Linked DNA regions of Mus musculus: region 2 is linked to region 1. A link is a contact called in public HiChIP or PLAC-seq data. All regions are on one chromosome and are shown on one strand. Each heading gives the region's core, a stretch centred on a gene start, on an enhancer-like site or on the middle of the called end of the contact. The rest is flanking DNA. Distances are from core to core; before and after follow the strand shown. Region 1 holds the start of Lrrc1 (leucine rich repeat containing 1). Region 2 holds the start of 4930429F24Rik (RIKEN cDNA 4930429F24 gene).

Evidence for each region. HiChIP or PLAC-seq counts read pairs in DNA pulled down with a chosen protein or histone mark.
Region 2: a contact with region 1 is called in an H3K27ac HiChIP or PLAC-seq map of thymic regulatory T cells, with 11 times the contacts expected there. The contact joins the promoter of 4930429F24Rik here to the promoter of Lrrc1 in region 1. A contact is called at or near these places in 1 of 484 Hi-C or Micro-C datasets (muscle stem cells) and 1 of 115 datasets of contacts at active chromatin or transcription factors (thymic regulatory T cells).

The regions. Positions count from the first base shown.
Region 1 is chr9:77,542,956-77,546,964 of GRCm38.p6, reverse strand. It overlaps Lrrc1 (leucine rich repeat containing 1), which reads left to right and starts at 2,113. Exons shown (of 14, transcript NM_001146048.1): 1 at 2,113-2,500. The coding sequence starts at 2,342.
Region 2 is chr9:79,791,806-79,795,814 of GRCm38.p6, reverse strand. It overlaps 4930429F24Rik (RIKEN cDNA 4930429F24 gene), which reads right to left and starts at 2,174. Exons shown (of 3, transcript NR_040734.1): 1 at 1,950-2,174; 2 at 1-75. Tmem30a (transmembrane protein 30A) reads left to right here and starts at 2,385. Exons shown (of 7, transcript NM_133718.4): 1 at 2,385-2,841. The coding sequence starts at 2,605.

The DNA.
Region 1 (4,009 bases), core at 864-3,363:
ACATACAGGCAAGTGTGTAAAGCAATTTCTTGATTAAAGATTAATTGGAAGGGCACAGCTCACTGTGGTTGGTACCTCCCATAGACTAGTCCTAGGTGCTATAAAGAAGTTGAACGAGCCAGTAAACAGTATTCCTCTATGACCTTTGCTTCAGTTCTTGCCTCCAGGTTCCCATCCTGCTTGAATTCCTGCTTTGGCTTCCCTGAAGGATGGTCTGTGATCTGGAAATGTACGCCAAACAAATCCTTTCCTCTCCAGGATGCTTTTTGTCATGGTATTTATCCCACCAGTAGGAAACTAACTAGAACACAGAGTAGCCGGGATTCAAATCTGATAGTTAAGTCATGTGGATTTCGGTAGTTTTCAGGATCTGCAAAGCAGGTAAGCTGTTCAGAAACCACAATGTTTTTAGACATAAGAAGAAACACGATCACAACACAGAGAAGAATAAGGAATGCTTATTCAGGTTGGAATCCTTAAAAGACCAGACATATGTTAAAAACATACTAATCATTTATTAAAACAACCTAGTGTATTTCTGAAAAACAAAACAAAACAAAATACAACAACATTAAACTGAGTAGCTCAGCTTTCTATAACTTAAAAAAAAAAAAACCAGCTGGAAAACCCACAAAGTTAGTGACGTATCTTCTTGGATGTCTCAATCAGGAATCAGAGTTTTTCATGGGAGGTGGCAGGACATGGGCTTTATACACACTTCTGGAATGCAAGAATGAAGGAGGAGTGGAGGCTCAAAGTCCGCCTCAAGAATGCAGGCACCAAGTCAGGTTAAAAAGTGAAGTCAGCATAGTGGCAGGAATTAGGTACTGGCTGTAACCATCAAGTCTAGGTGATAATCCTGAGGTAAAAACAGGTCAAATTTCCTCCTTCATCAATCAAGACAAGAGATCCTCCTGATAGAGACGAAACCTTTATGTATCTCTCCCCCTCTCCCCCTGGGCAAGTGCCCTGTGCAGTTAAAAATACTGAAGAGACAATGAAAAAAAGTTTCAGAGCAAACTCTGCCTTGGTTACTAAGCAAGCTCAATTTTCAATCTTCTGCATATTGTGATGTTGGTGACTCCAGATTTGAGCTGAGGGAGCATAAGGCTTCCTTTGCTGGGTGGGGAGTCAGAGAAGACTCTTAAAACAGTCTATTAGCTATTGTATTTGGCCTAAAACGGAGTCATCAACTGTTCATGTGGAGTGAGTTTGGTTAGTTTGTATCGTTGACTCTGAAAACAGAAGAAAAGGGGTTCAAATGTCTGGCTGTGGTAACGGGAACCTCTGAGGAGCAAAGGAAGAAATTTGGGGCTCCCCGCCCCAAACTACAGCGTGGGTTGCAATCTCCCCTTTGTAAGACGCAGGGTGCTGTTGAAGAAATACAGGAGCCAGCTATTGGAGGTTCATCTGCCTTCCTGCACCAGTGCTTTCTGTACCTCAGCCCAGGTTAGCCCCCAAAGCACATCTGGCTAAGGTGGAGCTAATGCTGAAGCGCACCTTTGCCATCTCCTTTCTTCTCGGAGCATCTTTTAGAAGATTTTTGAAGACGGACATCCATGCTTTTGTTGGCACCAGGAAGTTGGTGACACGTACATCTCAGATAAGTCCTGCTCACCAAAGATGCTCTCAGGTCGTAGGGCCTGCCAGCGAGTGTGCGCAGACACAGGGCACAAACGGGGGTTAGGAGGAGGGGGTGTCGGAAAGCCAGAACCGACTCCTTCATTACCCCGCGCTCAAGGTACTCGGCGGGGCGGTACTTCCTGACCCCGGAAGAGAAAGTTGTTTTGGGGAAGGGGAGCAAGAAAAAAAAAAGCACGGTGAGTAAAATGAAAACTCCGAAGTTGTTCTGCTCCTTCTGGCCTTCGGTCCCTGCCCTCCTTAGGAGCTTTTTGGGGCGCGGCTCCCTCCAGAATCGCACACTGTGCGACTCCCCGCGGAGGAGAGGACCGCAGGAGCACCGTCTCCCGACCCTCCCGGGAGCCGGGTCTCCAGGAAAACCCGGAGCGGAGCATCCCCGGCCGGGACACGCCCTCTGCGTGCCGCCGAGTGCGCATGCCCAGTGCGCGGCGGCCGCGAGTAGGAAGCGGAGCGCGGCGGAGGGGGCGGTGGGAGGGGACGCTCGCGACTGTGGCGAAGGCGCGGGACGCGGCGAGGGTTCCCGCGGCTTCCTCAGAACGTTCGGGACGGTGGAGTCCTTGCGAGGCGCGAGCGAGCTTGGAGCCAGCAACGAGCTTGGAGCGGGCGGCGGGCGGGGAGCAGCGGGGCGGCCGGGCGGAGCGGGCTCCGAGCCCCGGGCTCCGCGGCTCGGCGGGACACGGCTCTGGTGGTGGAGGCGGCGATGTTCCACTGCATTCCCCTGTGGCGGTGCAACCGTCATGTGGAGGCCATCGACAAGCGCCACTGCTCGCTGGTCTACGTCCCCGAGGAGATCTACCGCTATGCCCGCAGCCTGGAGGAGCTGCTGCTGGACGCCAACCAGCTCCGGGAGCTCCCCGAGGTGAGTGCCCGCCTCACCTGGCGCGGTGGCCGGGTCCGTGCGCTCCTCCGCTGACTGCTTCGCTCTGGGAGACTCTGGCCAGCGGGGTCCCACTACTGCCCTCAGCCCTCCCTGTGCCCCCCTCCCCTGCTTCCCGATTAAACCCATCCTCCAATAAAAGTTGTTTTTCATTTATACCGAAAGACTTGGTATTTAACAAGTAGTTACATGGCTAGTGGAGAAACGTTCTGGTCCACTAAGTGGCTTAGATCCACGTCTGGGAACTAATGCCGGTTAGGTGAGAAGCCAGGTAGCTCACACTGTTCCCAGCTGGGGGCGACCATGCGCCCCATCACGCCCCGGGGCGATCGGCTAGCAGCCAATTCTCCAGCTAGTGGCTTGGAGCTCCTCATTTTGGGCTAACGCAGGTCCCAGAGGATGTGGGGACCCAGCAGCGCGAAAGTAAGCTTTAGTATATCTTGGCATCTGTAAGGAATGTGCTCCGGGCCTTATCTCTGTGGGCTATGCCCTGGAGAGATGGCGCTTGGTCCGCTTCGGTAGCCCCGTGGCCGCATTGGGGTGCTGGGCAGGAGGAGAACTGCTGCAGGTGCCCAGGTTCCCGCCGCTGGTGCACTGCGTGCGTGGACCTGTTGCGTGGTTGGAACTGCGATGAACGTGTGTAGTGGCTCCCGCTGCGAGTCAGCCCTGCTTGCTGCCTTTCCGCCACCACAGAGCTTGCTTGGGTCTGTCCTATCACTAATGCCATATCTTTTCAGAGTTGTTTATGAAAATTAATCATCTGCCGCACCGAACTTGGCCTGTGACAGATACTGATTGTGCTTCTAGGCCCTGCTGGGGTTAGACGCTGAACTTTTAACCCTTGAATTTGCCTCGGGATTCTAGCTTTAACTGTTAAGGAGGACGCATCCTTTACCCAGGTGTAAGGAGGAAGTAAGCCAGTGGCAATCCAGAGGTGCAGGAAATGGAAGTCCGCTGGGAGGCCCGGAGAGAGCCTAAAGGCCCGAGCCTCGGAATGCAAGTACCTTGTTTGTCCTTTGTTACCGCTGATGATGTCCTGCCATTTTCAAAGAAACTCTGATCAGATGTCTGGTTTGTTGGAACACGGACTGATAACGATCGCCAGTGCTGACAGAGTTTAGAAAATCACAAGTGTGTTTCTCTCAACATCTCGAGTGAAGTTCGTCTTGAATTAACTTTTCTTGGTTCCCATGGCCTCCTCTGTGTAATCACAAAGATTACCCTCACTCGGATCTCTGCAGAGCACCCCTCCCAGCCCTTAATTTAATTCAGTAGGAAAACCACCCAGATCCCTCAGGCATGTATTATTTTGCAGGCATTTTCAAACACATGATCTGGTTTTTAAGCTTCGCTGTGTTTTACTTAAGTGGGAAGCTCATTGCTTTAAGTTGTATAATTTTTGAAATGTAGCAAATGTTGCCTAATGCTTTGCAAGGGATTTGAAATAAAGTTACTAAAAGACTTAGTAAAAAGCTCTTGACTATAAACTTT
Region 2 (4,009 bases), core at 925-3,424, 2.2 Mb before region 1:
CAAAGTTCTTCTTCTTCTCCTTCTCCTTCTCCTTCTTCTTCCTTTCTGACATAGTGGCATAATGTAGTAACTGAACTAAAAAATGAAAACTATATGAAACATACATTTCAGATTATTGATCTGATAGCATTAAGAAATGTCACACAAGGCTGGGTGTGGTGGTGCACACCTTTAATCCCAGCACTCAGGAGGCAGAGGCAGGCAGATTTCTGAGTTCGAGGCCAGCCTGGTCTACAGAGTAAGTTCCAGGACAGCCAGGGCTACACAGAGAAAACCTGTCTCGAAAAACAAAAACAAAAACAAATAAACAAACAAACAAAAAGGATACCTTTTGAGACAAGGACTTATTGTGTAGCTCTGGCTGTCCTGGAATTCACATAGACCAGACTGGCCTTGAATTCACAGAAATCTGTCTGCCTCCGCCTCTGGAGTGCTGGGAGGAAATGTGTGTAATCATCACCCAGTCCCCAGTGAAGTTTTTAGTAAAACTGAGACAGTTAATCTTTGCTCTGAGCAAACCAAAGGAAACAGGAAGTAGGTAAGCACACCAAGAACCATCAGATCACTGCTCCTGCAACAACAGCAACAAAGCTTTAAAGCAAACTAAGGTGTCTTGCAGCATCCTGGAGAGGTCCCAGAAACTTGTGGATACAACCTCAGGTGCTCAAATCTCTTATACAAAATGCAGCTCTTGTAAATGACCTATGTATCTCCCCCACACCCTTCAAACTGTCTCCTGATTATATTATTTATACTGCTTAGTACAATGGAAATAACCACTTAAAAGATAATGATGAGAAATTGTCTCCGTGTTTACTAGCTCAGAAGCAATTTTTTCCCCTGAATATTTTCAATTGTATGTTGAAGGTTCAGTTGTAGCACTATTTAAACCGAGTTCTAGAGTAGAAATAAAGGAACTAACACATCTAACTGTGATAATCTAAACAGGAGTGGGGAAAAAGAAAGAAAAAGGACTCCATGATTATCCCCAACACTGTGATGAACATTTTACCCAACAGAACGTTTAAGACAACAGGCTAAGCCTCTCTATGACAGACTCTTTTCCATTTGAATGGGGTTGAAGGTAAACTTAGGCTGCTAAAGCAAGATACAAACCTAAGGATTCTAGAGGCCTTAAGAATTTGAGATCAGCTAGGCTGTGGTGGCCCAGGCCTTTAATTACAACACCCAGGAGGCAAGAGGATTTATACAAGTTTGAGGGGAGCCTGGTCTACACAGAGAAACCCTGTCTGGAAAACCCGGGGCCGGGAAATCCAAGATCACAGAAGAACATACTGGAGCAAGTCAAAACTGTAGACAAAGACTTTTTAAAAGTAGGTACTGTCAGATAGTCTGGATTTCAAACACAATTTCAAAATGTAGATGCTATATAATCATTTTTTTTGTAAATTTGCAAAATTACACACTTATAAAAGAAAATTTGTAAAATATAGAAAAGAAAAAATCCTGCCTACAGTCAATCAATGGAGGTTAGCATCTTACGCTTTATAGTTGAATTCTACACTTTGTATTCTCTGTACTGCTTTGGTGTCTTTGAGTTACTAATTATTGTTTATTTATTGAGACAGGTTCTCTATGGATTTCCTGCTGGCCTCTTAAGTAGCTCAGACTGGCCTTGTAATTTCAATTACTCTGCCTTTACCTTTCAAGGGCTGACATTACACATAGTCTCAACGAGAATTTCCTTGGCAGGTTAAAACTAATACCCCTTTTTAAACAAGTGGTATTATGTTCTGGTTTTTGATTACCAAGTTTAAAAAAAAAGAATCACTGTCATGTTTTACAATAACCTTCCCAAACCAATGTGAAGTAGACAGAAAAATAAATGAAAATCGATCAGAAGCGAGGGATTAGGGCTAAACTAGGTTGCATCATCATCATCATCATCATTATTATTATTATTATATCAAATGGGTCGCATGTTATACCTCACTTAAATTCATAGAGGCACACTGAGTGGCGAGTTAAAATTCAATAGGGATCTGCATCCTTTTAAACATGTGGACTCCAGGACGCTACAACTCCCTTCAGAAGAGGCGTAGGCGTCATAAGAAAAGTCAACCCGGCGCCGAAATTACAGGTAGCCCAGGTCACCGAGTCCGACCTGACGGCTCCAGAAGTCTCCATGATAACCACAACAGGAAGTGTGCGCCAACAGAAGCGTCCTCCCGGGGAAGCGAAGACGCTACCGTCCTAGTGCGCAGACGTCGCTCCGGGCCGCGCATGCGCTCACGTAGCCGCGCGCCCGGCCTAAAGCCCTCACTTTGTCGTCACAGGGCAGATGATCAGGGTGCGTCCGTCTTTTTCCTCCCCCTTCCATCCTCCTCCCCCTCCCCTCCCCTCGTCCCTCAATCATCTCCCCATTTCCTCTCTCTCCCTCCCTGGGGCGTCTCCTAAAGACGCCCGCTTCCGGTCAGCGGCCGGCCGCAGAAGCGTGTCCCGCCTCTTCCGCCTCCCCGGTGGCGGCGCGGGTGGCGGAGGCGGTAGCGGCAGCGGTGACTGCGCGTCTCCTGTCAGGGTCGGCGGCACGCAAGTCCCCTGGGCGGCCCAGCTGGACGTGGCCGAGCCGAAGCCCGGGGGCCGATGGCGATGAACTATAGCGCGAAGGATGAGGTGGACGGCGGGCCCGCGGGTCCTCCCGGGGGCGCCGCCAAGACCCGGAGGCCGGATAACACGGCCTTCAAACAGCAACGGCTACCCGCCTGGCAGCCCATCCTCACGGCCGGCACGGTGCTGCCCACCTTCTTCATCATCGGCCTCATCTTCATCCCCATCGGCATCGGCATCTTCGTCACCTCCAACAACATCCGTGAGATCGAGGTGAGGGAGGGGCGTGGCAGTGATCCCCCGGCTCCCAGAAGGTGACAGGCGGGCCCCGCCCTCTGGTGCCTTCTCGGTTTCTTCTGTGGCTTTTCTGAGTTTGCAGTTTTGTGGGCTCGCTTCCTTTGGCTCTCGGTTTACCTGGCTGGAAATGGAATGAATACAGCTAGAATGTCGGGTGGACGAGACTTTTTTTGGAGGCGCTTTGCGTGGGTTTCCGAGAGGTAGAGTGAATGTCTTTTAGGAGGAGATAAGAGGAAAAAGAGTTAGATTTACGTGTTTAACTCTGAGGCAACTCACAGGGGCAGACTGTTGTTATTTGGGCGGGGGTTATTCTGGGACACAGAGATTAACAAATTGGTTGGGTGTAGGACCCGGAGTCAATAAAGGTATTGATTCTTCTGTGAAGAAATTAAGTCATACAGAGCGCACACAAGTAACTTTGATTTTGAGCTAATTAGATATTTTTAGTTGTTGGCCACGATATAGTTAAAGGCATGAAACTTCAGTTCTGGTTTGTTTTTAGGCGGTATTCATTTCTAATTATGCCCCACAGTGGTCCTAATTCCTCCTGCTTGATTTTTAAAATATGCATATCAATGATTCCACACGAAATAAGTTGGAAACTAGCTATAAACGATTTCACTGGCATTACTTTTTTTTTTTTGGAATATCCTACTTAGATGTGATAGAAACACTCTACTGAGGGAAACATTTTGATTTGTGTTGGTGCAGTAATCACTGCATTTTTATCCGTCCGCATCAGTAAAGATGGGTTTATAGCAGGATGTGAGTACTGTGTGGCGGACAGTATTGGACGTCCACAAGTCCTCCATCAAATTAAGGGAGTTTTCATCTGTTTGAACTGGCAAGATCGATGTTGAGTAACCTTGCTTTCTTCTGTTGTAAAGATATATTTTTGTGTACTTAATTTAAAAATAAATACTACATTTAATTGGACGTCCCCAGTCATTTTAGCTAGGGACTTTGGTGACTTTGTTCAGTTTACTAAAGTAAGCTGGTTTATATATATATATATATATATATATATATATATACATACATACACACACACACACATATATATATATATTTTAACTGCACAGTGCTTCAGTATTAATGACAGTAAGAATAGTATCTAGAGTGTATTTTAAAAATCTTTTATTAA